Regions from separate parts of the Arachis hypogaea genome. Here regions 2 and 3 are each linked to region 1. A link is a contact called in public Hi-C data. All regions are on one chromosome and are shown on one strand. The core of a region is the stretch at or near the end of the contact, and the rest is flanking DNA. Distances in the headings are between cores, read along the strand shown.

What was found. A called contact is a pair of places that touch in the nucleus more often than the background predicts.
Region 2: a contact with region 1 is called in a Hi-C map of leaf, with 3 times the contacts expected there. The contact joins the promoter of LOC112729384 here to the enhancer-like site in region 1. A contact is called at or near these places in 2 of 8 Hi-C or Micro-C datasets (leaf and an unstated tissue).
Region 3: a Hi-C map of an unstated tissue shows a contact between it and region 1, with 4 times the contacts expected there. The contact joins the promoter of LOC112728116 here to the enhancer-like site in region 1. A contact is called at or near these places in 4 of 8 Hi-C or Micro-C datasets (leaf and an unstated tissue).

Annotation. Positions count from the first base shown.
Region 1 is chr12:107,313,476-107,316,736 of arahy.Tifrunner.gnm2.J5K5, forward strand. No RefSeq gene overlaps it. Among protein-coding and RNA genes, the nearest start is that of LOC140177111, 9.8 kb to the left of the region's middle. Within about 2 kb of position 1,491, at least 1 of the 3 cell types and tissues checked has open chromatin away from gene starts, as enhancers often do.
Region 2 is chr12:107,428,208-107,431,468 of arahy.Tifrunner.gnm2.J5K5, forward strand. LOC112729384 (kiwellin-1) reads left to right here and starts at 1,686. Exons shown (of 1, transcript XM_029290443.2): 1 at 1,686-2,255. The coding sequence starts at 1,686. The coding sequence ends at 2,255.
Region 3 is chr12:107,384,307-107,387,567 of arahy.Tifrunner.gnm2.J5K5, forward strand. LOC112728116 reads right to left here and starts at 1,451. Exons shown (of 2, transcript XM_025778123.3): 1 at 1,244-1,451; 2 at 1-806. The coding sequence starts at 782.

The DNA.
Region 1 (3,261 bases), core at 241-2,740:
GAAAAGAAGATGACATCACCTCACTCTTATTAGAACTTGCTCGAGATGCTTCTTACATGATGAAACCATTATTCATGTTCTCTGAGATTGTACCTTTGCTATTAGTATTTGGCTCCCTCTCATCTGAGATGTGGACATTAATAATTTTTTCAACCTTAATCTTCATGACTGGATGAGTTACAACCTGACCATCAATGGGGATTGACCCTGCCTCTTTGGGGTTACGATTTTGTCAATTTGGTACTTTAAGAGCAAGTTCATTTTTGATGGGGACACTACTGTTGTTCGGTCTAGAATTAATCAGGTGAAAGCTTAGTTCAATGAGATTATCCATAGCATCGGGCTTCTCATTCCCCACCATCATAATCGATCTGCTGGAAAGGAAGTTATCAAATGGATTCCTCTGATAGAAGGGTATATGAAGTTAAATGTTGATGGTTCATTTTTTTACCAAGCAAGCAGTGCCACATGCGGTGGCGTTCTGAGAAATCATCTTGGTCACTTTGTGAAGGGATTTACTTGCGGATAGCTGTTCCATAACTCTGTTTTGGGAGAATTGCTTATGGTCTCCGAATAGCATTAGCTAACAATTGTAATTTCTTGGTGATTGAATCAGATTCGACTGCAGCCGTTAACTTTGTGAAAAAAGGGTGTCTAGTTACACACCCCTGTGCCCTTTGTGGCTGATGTTGGCATCCTAGCCGGCCGTATTCAAATCATCGAATGGTCTCATACGTTGCATAAAACTAACTTTGTTGCAGATAATCTCGCAAAGAAAGGACATGACTTCTTTTTTGGACTACATGAATTTGCGGCTCCTCTCTTTGATGTTCAAAATTTACTTTTGCATGATATGTCTGGTGTTCCCCTCCTTAGAGGGTTTAGTTAGTGTTTGTTTTCTTCTTCTGAGTCCTTGACCCCTTTTATCACAAAAAAAAAGTACATTTTAATGTCCATGCTACTTAGTTTTTTTTTTTTTTTTTAGATATTTTATTTTACTTAGTTAATGAAAATAAACGAGTAAATATTTAATTTAATCTTTAAAAAAAATTAAATTGGATACTTTTATTTCGAATAAATTTTATTATTCTAAATTTTTTTTAGATGAATTGATTCCTTAGTAAAGGAATTAATTTTATTGTAATGATATTTTTTAAAATTTAATTGTTTTATAATAAAATTTGTTAGAAGTTTATTTGTTTAATCTTTCTTATGAGAATAATTTTTAAAAATTTCCAGAGTATAAAAAATAATTGATAATTAAAATGTTTAATTTAAAATCGTTAGAGATGACTTTAAATTTAATTGTTTACTCAAAATAAAAATAGCATAATTTTCAATCTATCATTATATTTTTGGTCGAATCAGTCAATACGTATAGCACTTAAATGAAAACTAAAAGGAGCCCAATCAAAGAACTGAGAGAAGGCCTAGGAATTATAGTAACAACATAAAGCCCAAGTCCAAAAACTTGAAGCCTATAATTGTTAGGTTTCAGAAAATTAAAAAAACTAGAAACATAGTTATGAGTTATCACAAAGTCACAAACAGCCCGAACTACTCCCCCCCCCCCCAAAAAAAAAAATTTCTTCTGTGAAGGTTTTTTAATCAAAGATTAAAAAAGTAAAAAAAAAAACACACACACAAACATATTTTATTATTTATTTTGTTTAAAGGAATTGTTAATGCAATTTTAAATTGAGAGCTTTTTATTGAAGGATTGAACTCATCAATACATTCTCTTTCTAAAGAATTGTTAATGTAATATTATTAGATTGAGAGTGTGATAGTTAGATAACACTCTTTTAGAGAATGAAGAGAGTTATAAGTACTTAAAGTTGAAAGTGTTGTATTCATTATACCATACATGAATAAGTAAAATACAAAGTCTGAGTTTCCTCTCTTCTCTGTTTTCATAACTCTCTCACAGTTTCTTGTTCATCAAGAAACTTCATACCCTTATAATAAATATTTGTAAACAAATGTATTGTATCAAATATTAGAAATTAGAATACAACTATAATAGACTAACAATATATAATATGCCGGTTACCAATGGAAATTTACTAATAATATACCTACATGGCTACATTACATGTTTATAACTAAAATTTTATTATCAATCTATTTTTTTATAAAAAATATTATTTGTATATTAAAATCAACTATTAAAATTATTATATATTTATGTATAAAGATATGTATTGTTTAATTCATTTTTAGAGTGTATTTTATATTTCAACCTAAATTTTATACAAATATCAATTTTGAGAGTTAAATCTCAAAGTGATCCTTGAGATTCACAAAATGCATCGATTTTATCCCTGACTTCCTAGTTGCACTATTTATATTGCCAAGATTGAATAAAATGCACTTAGTTGGTCCCTTACCTATTTTACAGCCAATTTGCTTGCTGTCGAGAGTGACATGACACTGACCTGGCAAATGACTGCCACGTCGGACAATATAAAATGTTGTCATGTTGATTTTGGCGCTAAATCCCTAATAAAACGACGTTGTTTCAAGATTAAGAGAGTTAAAACGTTCAAACCCCCCAAAGCAAAGTGATCACTTCGTCTTCTTCATTTTTGAAAATAGAACACTTCGCTCAAATTCCTGGCGTCTACGAGTGCTCGTGAGGGTTATTGTGGTGAAGCGATTTGGAGTTTGTTGGAACCTTGGTCATCATTGTTCTTTGCAAAATCCCCTGACATAGAGGTAGGTGTGCAGCAGATAAAATTAATTTTTTCCATCTTTTACGATATTAAAATATGCGTCATTGTGAATGTTACTTCGAGATTTTGTGCATGTTGATGAAAAAAATTTTGAAACTAGATTATTAGCTAGGGTTTTTGGGTATGGTGTGGGTAGGAATTTTTAGAATGCTCTGTTTCACAGAAGAGAGAAGATATTTCTATAATGGTAATGTTAATGATGTAGCTATCTCAAACAATTTTTGTTTTGTTTTTGTTGTACTGAGATCTGCTAACTCTATTATTAATAGTGTGAAACTTCATTAGTTAAAATTGTTTACTTTTGTTTAGGGTGTAGATAGAAAAATTGATGGATATCACGTTCTATCATGGTGAAAAATTTAAGAGGAATGCTAATGGAATATTGATTTACTCACCTGACAATAGAAGTTGTGTAAAATTTAGATGAGGATACATTTGATGTCTTCTTTGTGAGAAACTATTTCAAGGAACTTTGGCACCCGCAAGGCTCTACTCCGACTTGGCATCCTCGTCGTTGATCGAATAG
Region 2 (3,261 bases), core at 436-2,935, 110 kb after region 1:
TTAAACGTAACTAAATCCGGTATATTTTATACTAAACACAATATAAATATTTAATTTAATCTTAGTCTCTCTCTATCTTTAATTTTTAATCTGTATCTCTTTGTTTCAGTCCCTTCCAAAATATAAAAGGCAAGTGGTTGAGTAGAGAGATGCCCCATAGTTGATCTGGCTAGTGAGAAGCCTCTAACATGCTTTCTAAGTCGAATCGGATACATGTCAATCACTTCGAAATAAGACCCAATTTATGTGAACCGAATAGTAATTTTTTTATTTGGACAAATAATAGTTAAGATTATTTGAGCCTCAATCGGCTAGAGTATCTCTTAGACTCTTATTGGGCCTCCCCGTGTCACAGGCATGTGATGATAACATCAAATGGGCTTTGAGCCTTTCTCTGTTGGAATGTCTGAACTGCAATAATGTACATAATCACATGTTTGGTCATTTTTAAATTGATCAGCTGCCTTGGACAAGAATGTTACTCAAGGTTCCATAAAACACACCTTTTGCAAAATAAACCAACATTACCAAAAACTTACATAGTTAATATTACGATTTGATTTTCATAGTCACTAATAATAATGTGATCATATCATCATAGTAATAACGTTATTGTTGCTTAGAGCCATCTATCCTTAAATATAATATATTAATAAGAAGAACAAGTTTGTATTCAACACTTAAACTTACAAGCTAATATAGTATTCAAAATGTGTCATGCATAAACTTATCATCAACGGAATTGGAAATGAAACAAAATTGACATAAACTTAGCTTGCCGTAATTCAAAATCAGAAGTGAACCAATAATTTGTCTCCTACTTGGTTTAAGTTATGAGATAAAAAAAAAAAAAGCCAGAGATTGTGAGACAATAAAAGCGAGTTTCTAAGGCAATAATTGTTTCATGTCTATGTTTATTAGAGACATGGACACAATAACACATGTTTATTGTTTAATTACTGAGATATAAATTTTCAAAGACACGTATACACAAATGGACACAATAAACATTTATTTAGTCTTTCTAAAAAAAATTGAGATACCAAAGAATGAATATGGACACTAACTTTTGTATTTTTTAGTTAATGTCTTTGCAACCAAATAAATCTAATATTAAATTATTCTTTTATGTTTATATCTTTATGTATATTTATGTCTATGTCTCAATTTTGAGACACCAACACCGAACTCTTTCTTTAAACATCTTTTTGTCCTTGAGTACTTTTTTTTTCTTAGCATAGTAACCAAATGTTAGAGGGAAAAAATGAGATAAATAAAGTAATAAATAAACTCCAACTACTATATATATATCCATTGTTTTAAATTGTGTATCGCACATCTGCTAATATATGGTCACAGTAATGTGAATAATAGTTAAGATATTAATAAATATTCCGTTACATATTAAATTATCTATCGATTTAAAACTCTAACTCGATCCTATATTCACTTCGTCCTATTACGTCGGTGCAAAACATAATGTTCTTTCACCAAAAAACTATCCTATATAGTTCTTAGGTGTATAATATCAAGCATTGACCCTTGTTCTATCCTTCAATGCTCAAAGCCAAATGTTTTAGTTGATGAGGATTATTGAAGAAATGTTTATCTCTATATATATGTATAGCTTCACAATTCTCCATATCCATCAAAAGTATAATAAACACAAATAATTCATAGACAAAATGAAGAATAACTTTGGTTCAAAGGCATCATTCTTACTACTATGTTTTCTTCTCATAACAAACTACTTGTATTCTTCTAGGGCACAACAATGTCGCCCTAGTGGCAGAATTGAAGGGAAAAAGCCCCCTCCAGGGCAATGCAACCAAGAAAACGATTCGGATTGTTGTAAACAAGGAAAGATGTACACAACATATGAATGTTCGCCACAGGTGACTACTCACACGAAGGCATATCTCACCCTTAATAGTTTCGAGAAGGACGGAGACGGTGGTGGCCCTTCAGAGTGCGACAACCAGTATCATTCAGATGACACGCCGGTTGTCGCACTCTCGACCGGATGGTTCAACCACAAGAGTAGGTGTCACAAGAAGATCACCATTCATGGGAATGGAAGAAGTGTTGAGGCAATGGTGGTCGATGAGTGTGACTCAACCATGGGTTGTGATGCTGACCATGATTACCAACCACCTTGCCCTAACAACATTGTTGATGCATCAAAGGCTGTGTGGGAAGCCTTAGGTGTCCCTAAGGATAATTGGGGTGGACTTGAAATTACATGGTCTGAATAATCCAATGCTTAATTTTATATATTAATATATATAATCATATAGTACTATGTTATATGTGGATATATATGTCCATTAGTCTACCTTTTTTCTGTGTGTGACGTATTATATGTGTGTATGTAAATATGTTCATTCTTGTAATCTTGTAATTGCCTTTATGCATAATTTATACATTTTATAGTATGATATTGGGTAGATATAAACTTGTATATATATGTTGCCGTCAATTATATTTTAACTAGAACTATATTGTATTAATAAATAATCAAAGTTTGAAATTGCTAGAGTATTAACCTATTAATAGGGATATATATTATATAGTCACTTTATATTATACTATATATAGAATACACTGGCAGATCTTCTCTTTGAAAACGGGCCATCCCAAATATTTTATAAAAAATTAGTAGTCTTAATTATAAAATAAAATCAGTTCAATTGGTTAAACTTTTCTATTCTTAATTTAATTAAACCATGTTTTATTCCTACTCTCAATACTCACTCAATTTTTTTTCACTGTAAACTTTCGGCTGAAAATTGAACGGATTTGTGCACAAACAAAATAGAGACTACCCCTTCTCATCATAATAAGCTTTTAACACACAAACATAATAAAGTCCCAATGTAATCATAATAATTAGAGGTCTAGCTCACTGCTGACAAACAGGTTAGTATAAAGTGGAATAAGTATTTTTCATCATTTTAATTTAATGTTATTTTATATTTTATTAGTTTTTATTATTTTTTTTATATTTTTCACTTTTTTAATTATTTTTTTACAGACAACAACAAACACAAAAGATAGTGGCGGTTTTTTTTGCAATTAATGACGGTTTTAAACCACCACAGAATCTAATTCCAGTAGATAATAAACTATTCTAGTTTGTGGCACCGGCAGTTGATTTTGTGGTAGATAATTTGGTGGCGGGTCAAACCCGCCTTGATATGCATTTGTCAGGATTGACACATGTTTCCTGGTGTGCAAACCGTCGTAATTTTAGGACTTTTT
Region 3 (3,261 bases), core at 201-2,700, 71 kb after region 1:
GAACTGGTTGAACAATGTACTTCATCAGATTCATATTCCTTGCCTAGAGGGCTAACAAAGCAGTATAGTCCTGCGAAAATTGGAGCAGCAATTGCGATCGAGATGCATATACCAACTCCAACGGCCGGCCTTTTAGACCGGTCGAACCCTAAATTAAGGCTGCATAATGCATATTGAGCAAAGCAATTAACATGGAGTAATACAATAACAACCATCATGTGGAAAAATTCATGAGGCTTGGGATTTCCATTCTTGCAATACAAGTTTCTGAGGATTGTTATGTCTTCTTGTTTCCACCTAAGAAGAAGAACAAGATGGTAGAATCTCTTCGGATGTTGGTATAGACACATGAGAGTGAATAGAGCATTGAGGATTTGGTTGTTTGCTTCAAACCATTCATCTCTTTGGGATTTCTTGGTGAGGATTCTGTTTAGCATTCCTGTCATAACTAGGAAGAGAATCGCGCCGGAGATGATGACACAAGTTATCCATAGAAGAAGTGCCATGTTCAAAGGATTCTTGATCCATTGCTTGCAAGTTGTGCTAATACATGACCAATCAATCTTCTTCTTGGAAAAAATAGCATTCTTGAAAGGATTCATAAGATTTTCCTGTAAAAAATGTGAAATGAGTCTCTGAGGTTTGAACATGTTGGAAATAATTCTCAACATTCTGTTGTTCAGTTTTTGATGAAGCCTTTCATCATTAACCTCAAGAAAACCATTTGGGTTTTGAGTTTCATCCAAGGTTGTTTCTTGCAAGCTTTGTCCAATCACTAGCATGAGTCATAATAATGACCTGATTATCTGCATTGAAGAAGTCCATAAAAGATTCAAAGCTGATTGAATGAAACCTCAAAAAGTGGATGCTATTCCAAGAAGCATTACTTGTGCAAGTTTGAGGTTCAGAGAGGATAAAGTATTTATACTTTGATTGCTACTTTCCTTGGATTATAAGACTTTCTCCCCTAAAATGATTCTCATATCAACAATGAAACTCAAATTCTCGTACCTACAATATACAATATTGTTTCTTACTAACTCTGCTAACCATCTTTCGAAAATTACATCAAGAGGCAGCTACATTTGCTAAGAAGAAATTGGAAGCAACAAACTTTCAAATAAACATGGTTCATAGAAACACAAATTGCAGCTATATATATATATACATGTTGAAAAATAAACAAAAGAAAAAAAAGGTAATATCCAATACAAGTGAGGTTGGTGGAGGGACTCATACTTACCAATTTGGTGTCAACCCAGTTTCCTTAAGCTCTACATAGTACATACCACAATAATGCTGCAACAAAATTCAGAGAAGAAATAATAATAAGGGTGGATGAAGTGAGAGAAACATGAATTTCAACGTGGAAAAGCAAAATAAAGTGTGATGTATATAAAATTTGCAACGGTTCTTGTTGAAGCAAAAGCGGGAATATGTTTGAACTTTTATTCAAAAAAGTAAAAAGCATTCGGTGGAGTGGTGGACCCTCCTTTTGATCATATGCCAAAATTTATTGATTGGTGTAAATGAAAATATTTAGTACTCAGTTTGTTTATGTACAGAATTAACAAGTTGATGATAAGATTCAATATTACTTGAAATATGAATTAAGAAAAAAGAGAAATTATTTGTAACATATATAAGGTTGTATCATATAAGGCTGTGGTCACATATTCCTATTCCTCTGTATATTATTTGCTCTTGAAAAATAATTTAAAATCAATTAAATGAAATAAGGCTGTGGCCACATATTTTTGTTCTTTTGGGGCTTAAGTTTTTTTTTCTGGTATGGGGGCTTAAGGTTTTTTTTATTACAACAAGAATCAAGCCAAGATTAGCCCAATGAAAATGGACCAGCATGATTTGCTAACAAAAATATCACATTATTTAATTTCTTGACCTAATGTAATATGATCACAATAACTAACTTGACTTAGTTTAATAGTTAGTTTATTAGTCTATTTAAGTAAGTATCAGGATTTAAATTGTACCTTGTGTATGCAGCAACTAATTAACAAATAGCAAACCTTTAAATAAAATTCATTAAATCTGCAACGGATTAATCTTTGACCTGTCATACGTTGAAAAAAAGATAATATGATCACATTCCTGAAAACTTTTTGCTTTGGTAAGTGTAATTATGACACTGTAGAGACATTGCAATTTTACTACACCCGTTAGTTATAGCAATTTTGAGGTGGTATTTTTGAATCTATAATTATAAAGCTCAAAGATCAAACCATAATTTGTATAATGCAAAATTGTCATATAAGCTGTAAATTTATTGATTAGAACTGTAGATTTTAGTTTAGAATCCTAATCATTTTGTATGATGTTTATTAACAAAAACCCAATTAGTTATCTAACTGTTCTATTTATGGATACAACATCCATTGCTCCACAAGAGTAAATTGATATTCTAAATAGATTATAAACATTTCAAGCTTCATTATTACGTAATAAGTAACAATATATATGTCTCTTGATCTATCTATTGTTAGAAGTAACCTAGTTTGCCAACTAAATATTTTTTCTTCGTAAAAAGAATAATTTTGAGTGGATTCAGCATTAGTCAACAAATTACATAGCTCAATAAACAGTTACGTGCAAAATACTCATAAATTGTTTCACCACTAATTACATTTAGGCAAAGTTTGGATAAATAGCTTAATTAAACTCTTTTTAAAAAAATAACTTAAACAATAAATATTTATATTAAAAGTAATTTATAAATAAATTATTTTGTGTTTGGTTTTTAATTCTAAAAGTGCTTATTTTAAAACAAATATGATAAAAAAAAATTTATTACAAAAGAAGTCATTTTTTTAACTTCTTTATAAACACTTAAATAATTTTTTAAAAAGCTACAATTTAATTTTAAAAATTACACCAAATATTAATACTACTATTTTTCATAAGACAAAAACTAAAAAAAAAGTAACTTTTAAAACTTTCCAAACGTCCTTACTTTTCAAATCATCGTAATCCGAAATGCATTATAGAAATTTTATTTTCAAAATTTATGAAAACTAAGAAAAATATTTGCAAGCATAAATCAACAATACTTTTTCTTAATTCCGCCAGGTGGATAGAATATATGGCATTTGGAGTGACCAAAAAGCCCAAAAAACTCAATTCTGGATATATATTACAAAATGGTACAATAAGATAGGGGGAAAAAATCCGTGCACCTATTTCATGGAATTCATCCTAGATTTAGATGACTTTCTTTGAATTTCTTCCCGATTCGTGGCTATA